Regions from separate parts of the Mus musculus genome. Here region 2 is linked to region 1. The links are chromatin contacts, called in public HiChIP or PLAC-seq maps. All regions are on one chromosome and are shown on one strand. The core of a region is the stretch at or near the end of the contact, and the rest is flanking DNA. Distances in the headings are between cores, read along the strand shown. Region 1 holds the start of Rundc3b (RUN domain containing 3B). Region 2 holds the start of Elapor2 (endosome-lysosome associated apoptosis and autophagy regulator family member 2).

The links. HiChIP or PLAC-seq counts read pairs in DNA pulled down with a chosen protein or histone mark.
Region 2: a contact with region 1 is called in an H3K4me3 HiChIP or PLAC-seq map of embryonic forebrain, with 5 times the contacts expected there. The contact joins the promoter of Elapor2 here to the promoter of Rundc3b in region 1. A contact is called at or near these places in 2 of 39 promoter capture datasets (the 3T3-L1 cell line and pre-B cells) and 1 of 115 datasets of contacts at active chromatin or transcription factors (embryonic forebrain).

The regions. Positions count from the first base shown.
Region 1 is chr5:8,620,941-8,624,640 of GRCm38.p6, forward strand. Rundc3b (RUN domain containing 3B) reads right to left here and starts at 2,012. Exons shown (of 11, transcript NM_001347311.1): 1 at 1,548-2,012. The coding sequence starts at 1,672. The region is part of intron 2 of Abcb1a (ATP-binding cassette, sub-family B (MDR/TAP), member 1A); the gene reads left to right.
Region 2 is chr5:9,264,293-9,267,992 of GRCm38.p6, forward strand. Elapor2 (endosome-lysosome associated apoptosis and autophagy regulator family member 2) reads left to right here and starts at 1,826. Exons shown (of 22, transcript NM_172706.4): 1 at 1,826-2,164. The coding sequence starts at 1,979.

The DNA.
Region 1 (3,700 bases), core at 762-3,261:
AGTGGTTGGCAGTTTTGTTTGTTCTAGTTTTATAAATTCCCGTTTTTCCAGGACATCAATAAAGAATCACAAAATGGGACCACAATTCAAATGTTTGTTTAGAGAAAAATGCATGTGCCTCACCTATCTGCTACAAATATTTTTCTACCATTATCACCGTGCTCATATTTGGAAACATTAAAAACCAAATATGATCAAATGATGCTTGATGGCTATCATTCATTTTAAGTCCATTATTTGAAATTCCTAGAAATCTAGTCCAACATTATTGTATAGCTGACAAAACAATGAAGATAATGAGGAGATGGTACTAAGACACTAACTAATGACAACATTTGTTATGAGCTCGTTACATTTCCACTAGATCAACTTGGTCCACCTTCCAATGTTAAACCATCGGGAAGTTTGAGTCCGCTGAAGCTCTGATGCAGCATAAATGATTCAAGAAGCACAGGTTAGGCTGGAACCTGCTTTGAAACTCATTTCTTTAAAAAAATAATTTTAATATCTTTAAAAGATAAGACTACCCAACTAGCTTATTTTTCTATGAATCTAACATAGAAATTTGCCTCAATTTAAAACAATGTAATAAAGCCCATCTGTCCCAAAAGCTTGTATTCTACACAGCACAAATGATAAATATAGTCTATATTACTTTACCACTTACAATGCAAACTGTGAGCAAAGCTCTTCCTGAAAGATGAGCATTCATTAGAATCCAACTTTTTAAAAGTTGCTTAAATACTGAATGTCATTCCTACTACAGATATCTGCAATCTGCTTAAGATGCTAGCCACGATTTTACATAAGGAAAAAAAAAAATAGACATAAGCCAGAGAGGCAGGAAAGGTTTCATCATTTACCTGATAACAAGAGAATTATCAGTAGTTGATGATTAACCAGTATGATGGAACAAAATCATTTTTAACAGAGCGTATTGGCTCTGAGTAGTTACTAAGAGATGGATGCCTAGAATATTATAAGACTTAAAGAAAATTTATCAGCTTGTTCAAAATCAGTTTTTTTCTGAATTCTTGATTTATAGATAGTGATGATCTATTTCTATAATTCCTGGAGGAAGGGCTACATTTACAACCAGGAAGCACTTAAATAAATGCCCAAAAGGACTGACCAGGAGTCTTCCACAATTGCACAAGCACTGTAGTTGACAAGACTTAGATACCCAATACAGATAAGGGCCGAGGGAGAGGAGTGAAAATGCGTACGCCAACAAGCGACAGCAAGAGAACGCACAGGGATTTGGGGACATCTCAGTAACTACTACAGCAGCTGGATGCTGCTCTTCCTCCGCCCTCTTCTCCTCAGACGCAAGCTGGCCGGTTCCAAACGGTTCCTCCCCGGCTCCGCCCCGGCCCTCCCCGGGCAGCCTCCAAGCGAGGACCCTGAGACGCGAGGGCTAGCCCACGGCCTCGCGGGGAGAGGCTCCCGCCCCTCTGCAGGGCCCCGCTGGCCCGCGGACACGCGCGGCACGGGCCGCAGCGCCGAGCCCCAGCACCTCCCTCAGCCCGGCGCCCGCAGCCCCGCACCTGCACACGGTGATCAGGTTCCTCCTCTCCACCGCAGCGTTGCGGGCGCTCAGGCTCTTCTTGCCGCCGCCGCCGCCGCCGCCGCCGCGGCTCCCGCTCAGGCCCCCCAGGCTCCGGGAGGCCATGGCGGGCTCACCTCCGCGCCCCCTTTGTCTCCAGCGGTCCCGCAAGCCTCGCACACCTGTGTCCCCCGGCCTTCTCTCAACGATGGCAGCCCGCCGGGCGGGAGAGAGGCGAGGAAGGAGGCGCGGAGTAGGCAGGGTGTGGAAGGCAGTCAGTCGGGCACCGGTACCCAGGCTCCACGCGCGCGTGCACACACACTCACACACGCTCTCTCACACATACACACGCGCTCACTCACACGCACGCACGAGCCACCTCCACCCTCGCTCGCGCGCGCGCGCGCCGCCGCCGCCGTCCACGAGAGAAGCGCGCGCGGGCGGGCGGGCGGGAGGGCGGGCTCCGAGTCTCCAGGGACGCCGCACCAGCGCCCGGGCGAGCCTGTCACCCCGCAGGCCTAACCGCACGTCATTCTTCCAGCAGGGCGGAGCCGCTGAGGTGAAGCCCCCCTCCCCACGCCTGTCTCACTCAGCCCCCGCCCCCTGCACCTATGGGAACAAGGCCGCTACGGAGAGAGCCAATGACGAGAGGTGGGGGCGGGACCCGCCCCAGGAGCTTTTAAAGAGGCTCGCTTAAGCCCCGCCCTGGCGCGTGGGCCTCTGTCAGAACGCGGGTCGGCTCGTGCAGCACCTTGGTGAGCCCGGCGAGGCAGCCTTGGCTTGGAAAGCCGGCTTTGCTGTGCCTACTCCACGGTGACTGTGGTCCATAGTCACCCTGACAAGGCTAAGTTCATGGCAGATTCCTGGTCCTGAGGCTTCAGTAGCCTCAGCAGGAGAATGCCATAGTTGGGTGGGGTGGGAAGTGGGGGTTACCTAGAATAGAAGAAGAGTTCCATTTGTCCCAAACGCCCCCTTTGAACCTGACAAACAACGACACAGTGGCATCAGGGAGTGCGCCCATGGCATTTCTCTTCCCGTGAATCTGGTCAGAATTCACCTCATCTTACTCAGTGTCCAGCACAGCCTTGAAACCACATTGACCATAGAAAAACGAGTGTAGTGGGGATGTCCAGTCTTGGGTTCTGTGCAGTGAGATCTGAACTGAATTGCAGCTCGTGAGCCATGGAGGAGGTTTGTCAAGGGCAGAGGGAAATCCTGCCTTGGAGTCCCAATAAGCCCCTTGGGAGGACCACTTTGTAGTCTCTACTTCTCTGGCTTTACCTCTGGCTTTACCTATGGGAGGCTACGGGCTTGAGACCCTGACCTCTGACATTCACCTCAGACTGCCTGTAAGTATGTCCAGACTTCAGGTTTTGTTTGTTTGTTTGTTTGTTTTTAAATTTTGAAAATCTAAAATCAGGACAAAGTCTCACCTCTACCTCTTAAATATAATTATGTTAAAATAAAAATTAATTATTAAGAAAATTTCTACAAGGGAGCTAAAACCATCCAGTGGAAAAAAAGACAGCATTTTCAACAAATGGTGCTGGCACAACTGGAGGTTATCATGTAGAAGAATGCAAATTGATCCATTCCTATCTCCTTGTACTAAGGTCAAGTCTAAGTGGATCAAGGAACTCCACATAAAACCAGAGACACTGAAACTTATAGAGGAGAAAGTGAGGGAAAGCCTCAAAGATATGCACAGGGGGAAAATTCCTGAATAGAAGAGCAATGGCTTGTGCTGTAAGATCAAGAATTGACAAATGGGACCTCATAAAATTGCAAAGCTTCTGTAAGGCAAAAGACACTGCCAATAAGACAAAAAGGCCACCAAAAGATTGGGAAAGGATCTTTACCTATCCTAAATCAGATAGGGGACTAATATTCAATATATATAAAAAACTCAAGAAGGTGGACTCCAGAAAATCAAATAACCCCATTAAAAAATGGGGCTCAGAGCTAAACAAAGAATTCTCACCTGAGGAATACCGAATGGCTGAGAAGCACCTGAAAAAAATGTTCAACATCCTTAATCATCAGGGAAATGGGAATCAAAACAACCTTGAGATTCCACCTCACACCAGTCAGAATGGCTAAGATCAAAAATTCAGGTGATAGCAGATGCTGGCGAGGATGTGGAGAAAGAGGAAC
Region 2 (3,700 bases), core at 576-3,075, 640 kb after region 1:
CTTCCTCCCATTCCTGTTTTCCCGGACAGGTCCCTTTCTACACTCAATGCTTGCTTTTTTGTTCTGTCTTGTCACCACCTGAGCATAACCAGGGACATCTGTGTGAATGTGGGTTGGTAGCTCACACATTCACCTGGTGGGCTCACTTCTGGGGACACAAGTGAACGCAATAACTGTCCCTCCTCCAGAATTCATCAGTAGTCAATAGTTCATGAAGGAGAGCTACAGTCCCCTGGGACCCATGATTTCCTGTTAACAGCCCAGTGCACTGGGCGTGGCTGATGTGAATTCAGGACTGTGAAGGCTATGTGGTACTTAGAGATAGCCTGAGGCAGCCCTCCTCTTTATCTTCCTTCTGGCTCTTATATTTGTTTGGTCTCCTCTTCCATCATGTTCCCTGACTGAGTAAAAATATTTTAGTATGCTGTCAAATTGTTTTCAAGAATATCCGTGTTCCGGAGTGCATAATCCACACGCACATTTTCTAGAATTGTTCTCATTCCGAGGTTCATATAGAAACACTTTTATAATATTTCATTCCGCTTACATAAAATTTATGTTTCAAACATTCGCTACTTGAATTCATACTTACTAACATTTTTGTGCTTAGAGGATTTAAATTTTTTGGTCATTTAATATTGCAATCTGGTTTACTTGCAAGAAGAAAAATCTATGTAGAACGTATGCCTGTAGCTGTGGTGCTGTTGATGTAGTTCTGTGACTGTTGTGTGTTACTGAAGTTCACCTCTGATGTACCCTGCACAAAAGAAAAGCAATGTATACTTAGTAACTCTAAGCTGTTTAATCCTTTAAGAGGAAATTATTAATTGAGAGTTACAAAGAATGCTATTTAGGCAAATCTGTACTTTAATCTACTTATGTTGAATAAAATGGGCTTTGTTTTAATAAAGAAAGTGTTTTTAATTCATAGACATATGGTTAATTGTTGACAAAGATAATATAAATTTGGCTCACATAAATTCTTGGTGGATTAAAGAATAAAAAAACAAACAAAGGAAATAAAAACCGAAGCGATAACAGAGCCACCTACCTGTTTGGCTACTCCTAAACTGTAAGTGGAAGAAAACCGAAAGGAAATGTATATATATTTGAGTGAACGTAGCTGCTGCAGACATATTCAGGTCCATTTATATTTAGTGTGTCAGTTGGGTCAGAGGATCCTTGAGCTCCTCCCATTGACATATCACCCTTCACTGCCTAGTGTGTGCGTGTGGGTCACATAAAATAGACCACCACTGCAGCTTTTGTACAGGATAAATGCTTTCCCAGAAGCAAAAAGGTTTGTTCGCCAAAAGCTACACATCTGTATGAAATAATACCTAAATCAGCAGGAAGTAGGTTTGGTACCACCACTTTTTTCCCATCTACTGTGAGGCAGGCACCCTTCCAAGAGCTTTGTGCACATCAACTTAATTAACCCGCATGGCGACCTCACGTGGTGGCTACTGTTATCATTTTCATTAAATAGATGAGATAACCGAGCTCAATACTACAAACCTCAGGCCTCTTTCCTCTCTGCCATTTCAGCAAACCCTAATCTTGTAGAAATTCATTCTGAGGCGTGGATCCTTATAAGAGATATCCCTAGGGTGTCGACAGGGGTCTAGAGAGGAGCGACACTCCGGAGTCTCTGGTCTCTCTGAATCCCTCAATCTTGTCACAAGGCTCCTGCGCGGTTGGCAGCGCCACCGCTCCACGCGTGCTGGGCTGGGCCTCAGCCGCAGCCCGCGCCACCTGCTCCCGGCTCCCGCGTCCCCGCCCCACGTCCCGCCCCCGCGCCGCGCCCGCGTCCCACGGTCCCTCCCTCTGGCGTGACGGGAGCTCGGGCGCCGGCTGCCCGCGCTGCGAGCGGCCGAGCTGTAAGCGTGCAGATCAGCCCAGTTGAGCTGAGCCCAGAGGAGGCAAGAGCACGGTCCTCGCTTCCCAGACTCCTCGCCGGAGTCCATTCAGTGCCGGGATGCTGCTGCTCACCCTGCGGCGGGCGAAAGGCAGGGATCGGGGGCGACCGGCCGGGGGTCCCCGCCGCGCGCTCTCGCTGCCCTGGAGCCCCGCCTGGATTTGCTGCTGGGCGCTCGCAGGCTGCCAGGCAGTTTGGGCTGGAGACTCGTCCTCCTCTGGCCGCCCGCTTCCTGCGTGCCAAGAGGTGAGCAGCACCGGGTCCCCACTTGGAGTTTGAGGCGGGGTGTGGGGTGGGGCGATCTCGGGGACCTGGGCTCAGAGTGACCATCACCTTTTTCGGGTTTGGAGGACAGGGGCGTTCGTTTTGCCCAGGGATGAAGTTGCTCGCCCCTGCTAGCTGGCTAGGAGCGGGTGTAGAGGCTTTCTGTCTTTCTGGTGGTGTATTTCTCTCCGTGCTGGTGTTTGGGGGTTTCTGAAGGACTTTGCTGCGCCCCCTTTGGAGAGCCAGGTCTCAGGACCTGGGTTTGAGAAAGAAATTTCAGGAAGGGGAGGAGACTGGGGAAGCCCTGCCCCATAGGATTTAGAAAACTAAGGCTTTATAGCTTTTGAGAGACCTAGATACTCACCCTCCCTCTCCTGATTTCTCTGCTCCCCAGTCTCCACAAATGCTTTCATCCAATTCTCAAGCTCTCAGCTTTCAAATACAGAACAGTGTGGTCTCTTGACATTCTGGCAAGACATGGATGTGAAGAAGGCAGAGAAGAAAGTACTTAGGAAAGAGGCGGGTTGGTGATGTAGAAAATTAGAATGGGCAAAGCAAATATGTTCCTTTGGGGAGGTTCTTCACCTGGTTGAAGTCCTGTAGCTGAGTACTTTACAGTTTAAGATCACTGCTGCTTTATAGCCAAGAAGGGTACATTCTGGGTGATTAGATCTTTCTCCTGCTTTTGGGAAAAACGAGACTTACTGTGCCAACAATTTCTAGAGGGTGTCACTGGAAGTTGCTTTGTGTGTTTACCTTTGCCTTTCATGCTCCAGAAAGTGCCTTCTTTTAATGAAAATCAATGAGGGGAAGGAAGTAACATTTCTGACCTACTTTGAGTGATTCTGTTGGAGAAGAGGTGAGGCACACACGCTGTTTTAAGGAAGATTGCTAGGAATCAGGGTGACAGGTTCTTTATAGGTATCCAGCAAAAATAGGTTAGCCATTAGCTTCTTTTGAGAAGAACGGCAAGATTCTGTTTCTGTGCTTGCTGGAACCACTTCGGAATGAGAGTATCCTCCTTTTAGACACCATCCATCATCCCTGGGTTTTCATCTTCTTCTCTTACAATACATGCCCCAGGGCAGCCCACAATGATGGAAAGTCAGATGGCAAGCTTGGGTGTGAATATGCAGCTGTACTGTAGCTAGTGAATCGGGGCAAAGTCTTGGCAAACAAACAGCTGTGCATAATTTCAGCTTGTGCTAGTATTGGTTCGATATGTATCCTGCCACTTGTCACCTGGGAATAAACCAGTGTATGGGGTTCTATAGAATTCAACTTTTTGGACATCCACAACTGTTGTGGCAAGATAAGCTTTATTGTCCAGTTGCCCAGACACAGTTTATAGCACACGTTTCTTTAACGAAGTGAAGTTCCAAGTTCCTTGCAACACTAATTCTTAGTAGTGAAGAATTGAAGACTATTTTTGAAGTAGAAAGGTCAAGGCCACTAGAAGAGATGCATATATATATATATATATACATATACGTATATATATGTATATATATTTATACA